Regions from separate parts of the Mus musculus genome. Here region 1 is linked to region 2. The links are chromatin contacts, called in public Hi-C maps. All regions are on one chromosome and are shown on one strand. Each heading gives the region's core, a stretch centred on a gene start, on an enhancer-like site or on the middle of the called end of the contact. The rest is flanking DNA. Distances are from core to core; before and after follow the strand shown. Region 1 overlaps Erbb4 (erb-b2 receptor tyrosine kinase 4). Region 2 overlaps Erbb4 (erb-b2 receptor tyrosine kinase 4).

Region 1 (3,459 bases), core at 252-2,751, 570 kb before region 2:
TCATCTTGACTAGCAGACGTTAGATGATCAGAAAACAACTTAATCAATATGGTATAATTTTGTGATGTAGTATATGTTAATATTATGTCAGTATTTTGTGTTTTTTGTCTACTTGATGAATAAAAGGAAAACCTCTGCTTCAAAACAGTCTAAATTAGTTTGTTAAAAGGCTGCCCCAGACTGGATTTTGCATGTAAATATTCAGAAGATACAGTAAATGTTCTTAGGCAAAACGCCATGGAGTCCCCCCTCGTCTGCTGAGTTCACTTCACTGTCAGTGTTTGTACTGATTGGAAGAGGTGTTACTTACTTACGACCACATCACCCAGAATAAGCAACCTTGCCTCATATGCATGCATCTTAGATGGATGGCCTTGACTTTGGGTAAACTAAGATTTCTACTTTTAATTAGGCAAGTTCATCCTCTGCAAATGGATCCAGAACTAGAATGGGCACAAAATACAGCCACAATGTGTTGGCTGGAGCCTGTATCTCGGCTTGGGATTATTTCATCTAGCAACATGGTATATTACTGACTTGTAGAAAGCCACCTTTTAAACGTATACAATCCTGTTTTAGTTTCTTACAGAAAGAGGGGCATGGGTTTTTTAATTAATATGTTTAGGAGCACACAAATGGATTCTTCAACACCAAATTGTCAGTCCTGAAAACATGCATACAAGTAATGATAGAGATCTCCATAACTATATCATATCTATATAATGATATAGACTGAGCAGGTTATATATATATATATATATATATACACACATATATATACACATATACATACATACACATATACATACATATATTTATCTACATATACATGTATATATTTTATAGGTGTATATAAATAATGTATATACATGTACAGACATATATGCATATATACATTTTCAACAACAATGTAAGAAGAGAACATGAATTTGAAATAAAAAGCAAGGTACACAGGAGCATTTGAGGGAGGAAGATGAAAGAGGAGAAGTTGTAACCATACTATAATATCAAAAAATAAAAGAAATATTTTTAAGTTGCATGTTTTTCTCTTGCTTTTTCTTGTGTTTCCTGTCAGTGTTGAGTCTGAATATCTTTAGAACCTGCGTATGAGTTGCTATGCAAATAAACATTTATCTAATTCAAAGAATGAAAAGGAAATATTGCCTGACACTAATGCAAGCGACATGGTACAGTGTATTCTTAATGAATGTTGTTATTGATGCTTAAGATAGAAGCCTTAGAATGTGAGCATAGCAACATATTAAAAACATTAAATCTATATTTCTTTCATTTATTTCTAACAGAACAAAAAGTCTCCCAAGCTGCCACTTTAATTACAGTGGATGGCAAAGGTCTCTCAGTGAAGAGGCAGCACGATCAGGCTAGTTTTTATTACACACAGGGGGATGGTTGAAGGCTGGATGATCTAGGGAAGAAAGATGTTTGCTAATGTTTACATACTTAGCTCCCACTGGCACTCCCCCAGCTTGGAGGCTTGCACTGCCCCTCTGATTCTGAGAAAGTGCATCCAGATTCACAGCAAGACTTCAAGGAGCACCAGATGATGGGGCAGATGGCAGATGACTAATTTGGCAAGCCTTGATGAGTGGAAATTGTTTGCTTTAATTGCTTGTCAAGTCCAGTACCTACATTAAAGTTAAGAGCCTAGCACTTGCACAGAAAACACAATACTACAATGTAAATTAGGTCTGTGTTTTAGAGGAGGGCAGCCATAAGGAAAGGATCAAGGATGAACTCTGAAGAGATGATGGGAAGTTAATATTACTATTTAAACTGATATAGGTGACAAATATTATTTCCAATAATTGAATCATCACTATTAGCTTTTCTATCTTTAAAATATAAAATTTTGTAAAATGTAAATGGACAAATATATTTGAAGTCAGGAAGACAACTAAAGTGTGTTAACATCAGTATGTGCAACCCTATTATTAATAGTTGATGTTTCATATCATACATTTAAACTCATCTCTAATTCATTAAATGTTACAAAGCTAGTGATTGAAACATAAAATGGCCAACAGACACATTAGAAAGATTAACATTTGTGTTAGGAAAACTCGGTTAGGCTAGAAGATTAAAGACGCATCACCCAGAGGTTGGAGCAATACCTCAATGCTTATTGAGATCATTTGATTATGAAGAGCAAAGTTAGGATTCCAGCCTTCACATCTGGATCAGCCTGTAGCTCCAGCTTTGGGGATACAACACCATCTTCTGGCCTCCCAGGATACCTTGATATATGTGTAATACACATGCACACATGAGTGTACATTCACTCACAAGCACACACACACACACACACACACACACACACACACACACAGAGAGAGAGAGAGAGAGAGAGAGAGAGAGACAGACAGACAGAGAGACAGAGAGAGACAGAGAGACAGAGACAGAGACAGAGAGACAGAGAGACAGAGACAGAGGGAAATATTAAAAAAAAACCTGCATGCATAGCTCAGTAAATAAGTCTCTCTCCCTCTCCCTCTCCCTCTCCCTCTCCCCTCCCCTCCCCTCCCCTTCCCTCCCCTTCCCTCTCCTCTCCTCTCCCCCCTCTCCCCCCTCTCTCTCATGTGCAAATGTTTTGAAAGTCTTTTATTATGAAATAAGGTGTAAAATTCTTTGAGACCATGTTAAGAAGGTCTGTGATTAGAGAACAAGAATTTTGTTTTAGTAGAAAGATGACGAGGATAGTTTATTTTAAAGAGTATATTGTTCCCTGTATGGAGAAGTGAAGGATGAATTTTAGAATCATAGAGAAACTCTAGATATCAGTTAGGCTGCAGTCTAAGTGCAGAACAGAGAGAGACGCAGCTTGGGTCAAATGACCACAGTAGCCGAGGTAACAGATTTGGCCGTATTCAATGATATGTTTGAACGAGCTGATGAAGCTTACCATATATGCATAAGGATGATATGACTCAATAATGGTCACTTGAATGTCTGCTACAGCTTAAATTGATTTGTCTTTTGTATTTTCAAGTTTGCACTGGCTATGTATTTTAAAATATGGAACAATATGTGTAACATAAATCATTTTATATTGATATTTATGAAAGAGATAGTATGTTAGTATTCAAACAAATGATAAACAAACCTTACTTTTGAGACACTCCCACGTATCCTGTGTTAGCTGGCAACTCTTCATGTAGTGAAAATGACTTTACACTTCTGATCCTCCTGCTCCAACTTCCAAAATTTTGGGATTGCAGTGGTGAAACCTAGCTTTCTGTAGTTCTGGGATCAAACCCACGGTTTTTCGAATGCAAAGCAAGCACTCCACAAACTGAGCTACACCCCCTAGTCCCTCGGGGGAAAATGATATTTTAAAATGTATTTTGCCACTATTGGAACCCATGTTTGAACATTCACCTGCCTGTATTTTCCAAATTTGGGCATAAAACATATGCATAGCATATACATATCTTTTCTTAT
Region 2 (3,596 bases), core at 346-2,845:
CTCTTGACTATGACTAAATAATAGAGAAGAAGCCACTAACATGAAGAAGGCATTATTAATCTTATAATCAGAGAGAATATATTTCCATGTGAAAGAAAATGGACATTGGCAGGAGCCTGAGGGTGGCATTATACTCATTGTCAGAAACCAAAAGAGCAGACAGGAAGTGAGCTAGCTAGTCCCTAAGGACACACTTCCTCCAGTAAGGCTCCATCCCCTAGAGATGATGTACCTAATTAAAGAGCTCCACAATATGAGGACAACATACTCAGACACATGAGCCTATGTCAGGCAGTTCTGACTCAAGCCGCAACATGGTTATTTTTCTTTTGGTCGACATTAATCTCTTCTGTAAGGTGCTAAGAGAGCAATGTATAAGAGAAGAATTATTTTAAATGACAAAATAATTATTCTTTATCATTACGTATTTTAGGAGGATGAAGTATAGTGTGCATTTCCTATCACTTTTCCAATATAATTTGATTTGCCTTAAATATAATAAAACAAGTGACGTGCAGGTTCAGTAACACATGTAGATCTTTTCCAATCCATAAATGGTGTTTACTTATCCGTGTATTATCATAACAAACTTCCACATTGATCCTCCCATGGCCCAAAGAAAGAGGCTTCCTCAAGGGCATATCAAGGTCTTTCTTTCCTACCTGAGAACTTGCCTCTTCCTCAAGAACTAGCATGATGGCTGTCTGCTGCCCCAACTGAGAGCATTCCATCTCCTGGCCTCATGAACATGGTCAGTCTTTGTTATTTTATGTCTTCTATCTTTCTGGATATAAACTCAGAACAGATCCATGGGATTCAACCACTCATGCTTTGTAGTTCCTGTGCAAACACACCATTTCTAAAGCCTACTTTAGAGCAGCATAACAGAAACACATTCCCATTTTAGAGATTAGAAGCTGAAGCACACAGACAGGCTAAGAGTGTTTTATTTTTACCTGTAATAGCTCATTGGCAATGTAATCAGTAGCCTAAAGTCTTTTATTCCAAGCCCTGAGTGCACAGCAGAGGACACTTATTTTGCATTTGTAAAGAGATTAAAGCTTAAAAGTGGGAGAGAGAATGGGACCCTGGTAGGAGTCCACTTTATATAGCTCTAAGAATGCCACACCTGTCAGGATCAAACATATTTTACCATGAGCAAAGTATTTAATAATATGGTTATATTCTCAGAATAAGTAATTTCTTCTTTCCGTCACTGCTCTTATTAAGCCACAAAAGGCTGCACATACTATAGGTTTACAAAAGAGGCACTTAAAAGAACAAACGTGTCAAATTTTCCCTGTTGGAAGCAAAGGCTCTGTAACAATAAACTCATGAACTGTTCAGTAACACACAGCCTCTCAAAGAAGAGAGAGCCCAGTTAGAAAGTGTATTTTCTAGAGCATGATTGGACATGGTGTAAATTTCCCTGGTGATGGTAACAATAGATAGACCAAGGTTGGTCTGTTAAATGCAATGTGAGTGAAAACCAGGCAGTTCCAAGTGGCTGCTGGCACAGTTTGAGGTGCCCTGCCAGCGTTCAAACCCACAGGGTCATTTGGCAGTCAGGTGTCATTAGTCACCCCTCTCCTACTTTCCCTCTTCCCATCTGTTTTCGTCTAGCCTATTTGTGTAAATTACCTCTCAGTATGCAGCAGGGCTCAGGCTCCTCATGTATTTTCCTCCTACTCCTTTGTCCTTTTCATCCCCGACTGCTCATTTAGACTTAGACCAATCATTTGACCCAAAATTTAACATGAGAGGCAAGATAATGGCAGCAATTAATATTACTACCATTACAAAGCATCCCTTATGACTATGGTTAAGAGACCACTAAGGATTGGATAATAAATGTCAAAGATACGGCTTGCCAGTGGACATTTCAGATCATGATGACTATCATCAGAGGCCAAAACGTAATGATGCCCTTTAAGAAGATGTCAAGCTTATGAAAATTTGTGTGGATTGCCTGCGAAGTTAATAGGCAAATGAGATGTTTAAAGAAATTTCTGTGCCTAGTGTAAAAACAGTGATGCTTTTTAGAGAGGAGAAAGACAAAAATCCCTTTCTATTGAGTTTGCCCAACTAATCACTAGTATATGGAATGTCCCATCTCTATTTATCCTTAGAATTAAATCAAACTGTAAATAGATCTGTGAATCTGTCAAGTACTACAAGAAAAACAAACAAACAAACAAACAAACCAAACCAAAACAAAACAAAAAGAACCACAAGACCCACCCTGCATTACACAATGTTACTATTGCATTGCACAAAAAAGGGAAGGGCCAAACATAATTGCTTATATCAATGCCACTGATAGCAAAGATCTTCTATTCTTCAATGTATTTAAATTTTAAAAACTATTTGGAAAGGGGCAGGTGAGAACAAACTGTAGCATACTCTTCCACATGCACCTTTCCTGCAGAAACACATAATCTGCTTGAAGTAATCATTACTGGAATTTCACATTGATATTTAAATTCAGTTTACATAGAATCATAGAAAAGATAATACAATCAAAAGCCTTCCCTTTATGAATCACTTAGATATTTGGCCATATTGGCTCCATTTGTCAAGTATAGATTTTATGGTGCCCATGGTCAAAGACTTTAGTCCATATTTATTAGGCCACTGTTATTTTGTTATATACAAATGAATTGAATAGAAAAGGCCAAGTTATGCATTGCTAATAATTAAGCACAATATTTTTTCATGTTAAAGCACTTTAGAAGATATCTAGATTATAACATTCAGCCAATAAGAATTTTGTTCTCTGAAATAAAAGTAGAAAGTAGGCTGACCAGTACAAGGGAATGCTAGGTCCAGGAAGCTGGAGTGGGTGGATTGGGGAGCAGGGCAGGGGGAGGGTATAGGGAATATTTGGAGAGGAAACTAGGAAATGGGATAGCATTTGAAATGTAAATAAAGAAAATATCTAATAAAAAGAGAAAAAAAAAGAAAGTAGGCTGAATCATATTCTAAAATTGCTAATGATAAGTGGCACATGATAGTTTCATGTAGAAGACTGTATACTTGTCCCTTTTTTATCAACACCTACACCTATATTTAACCAAATTAACTATTTTATTTGCGAAGTTTTCTACTTATAAACTCAACTTTGAAAATAATGTATAGATCACGTTTTCTGTGTCTTTAGGGACATAGAGTTCATAGGAAAAATGTAGAGTTGCGATTAAGCAAGTGTGCCTTTACTTGGAAGTGACTGAGCTGTGTGAGACTTTGTATCATGAAGTATACAGAAAGAATACAAGAACAGCAGAAGAGAAAAGTCTACCATAGATGGTTTCGTTGACTGACTAAATAGAAACTATTTTATATGGCATTTATAACATACATGTGTTCCTCCTTTGCCTTCTTCTTTTCTTCCTCCATTTGCTGCTCCTCTATTCCTCATCGTCTTCTTCTTTTCTTTTTTTATTCCTTTAAAAATGTGAAATAAAATTTGGCCTGTAAGTTGTACAGAGGTATGCACTAAGTCAGCTGCAGCTCAAAGCTGCTGGATTGTTGATCTCTATCCGATGTCTAAAACAGATCTCTTCCTTTTCTTTTCTTCTTCTGATATTCTTCATAAC

The links. A called contact is a pair of places that touch in the nucleus more often than the background predicts.
Region 1: a Hi-C map of cerebellum shows a contact between it and region 2, with 1.9 times the contacts expected there. The contact joins two enhancer-like sites.

What each region holds. Positions count from the first base shown.
Region 1 is chr1:68,747,258-68,750,716 of GRCm38.p6, reverse strand. All of the region lies in intron 1 of Erbb4 (erb-b2 receptor tyrosine kinase 4), which reads left to right. Among named protein-coding and RNA genes, the nearest start is that of Gm51744, 210 kb to the left of the region's middle. Within about 2 kb of position 1,501, at least 7 of the 459 cell types and tissues checked have an H3K27ac peak or open chromatin away from gene starts, as enhancers often do. A contact at or near this core is called in cerebellum, where this site is marked.
Region 2 is chr1:68,176,715-68,180,310 of GRCm38.p6, reverse strand. The region is part of intron 20 of Erbb4 (erb-b2 receptor tyrosine kinase 4); the gene reads left to right. Among named protein-coding and RNA genes, the nearest start is that of Gm51744, 780 kb to the left of the region's middle. Within about 2 kb of position 1,595, at least 12 of the 459 cell types and tissues checked have an H3K27ac peak or open chromatin away from gene starts, as enhancers often do. A contact at or near this core is called in cerebellum, where this site is marked.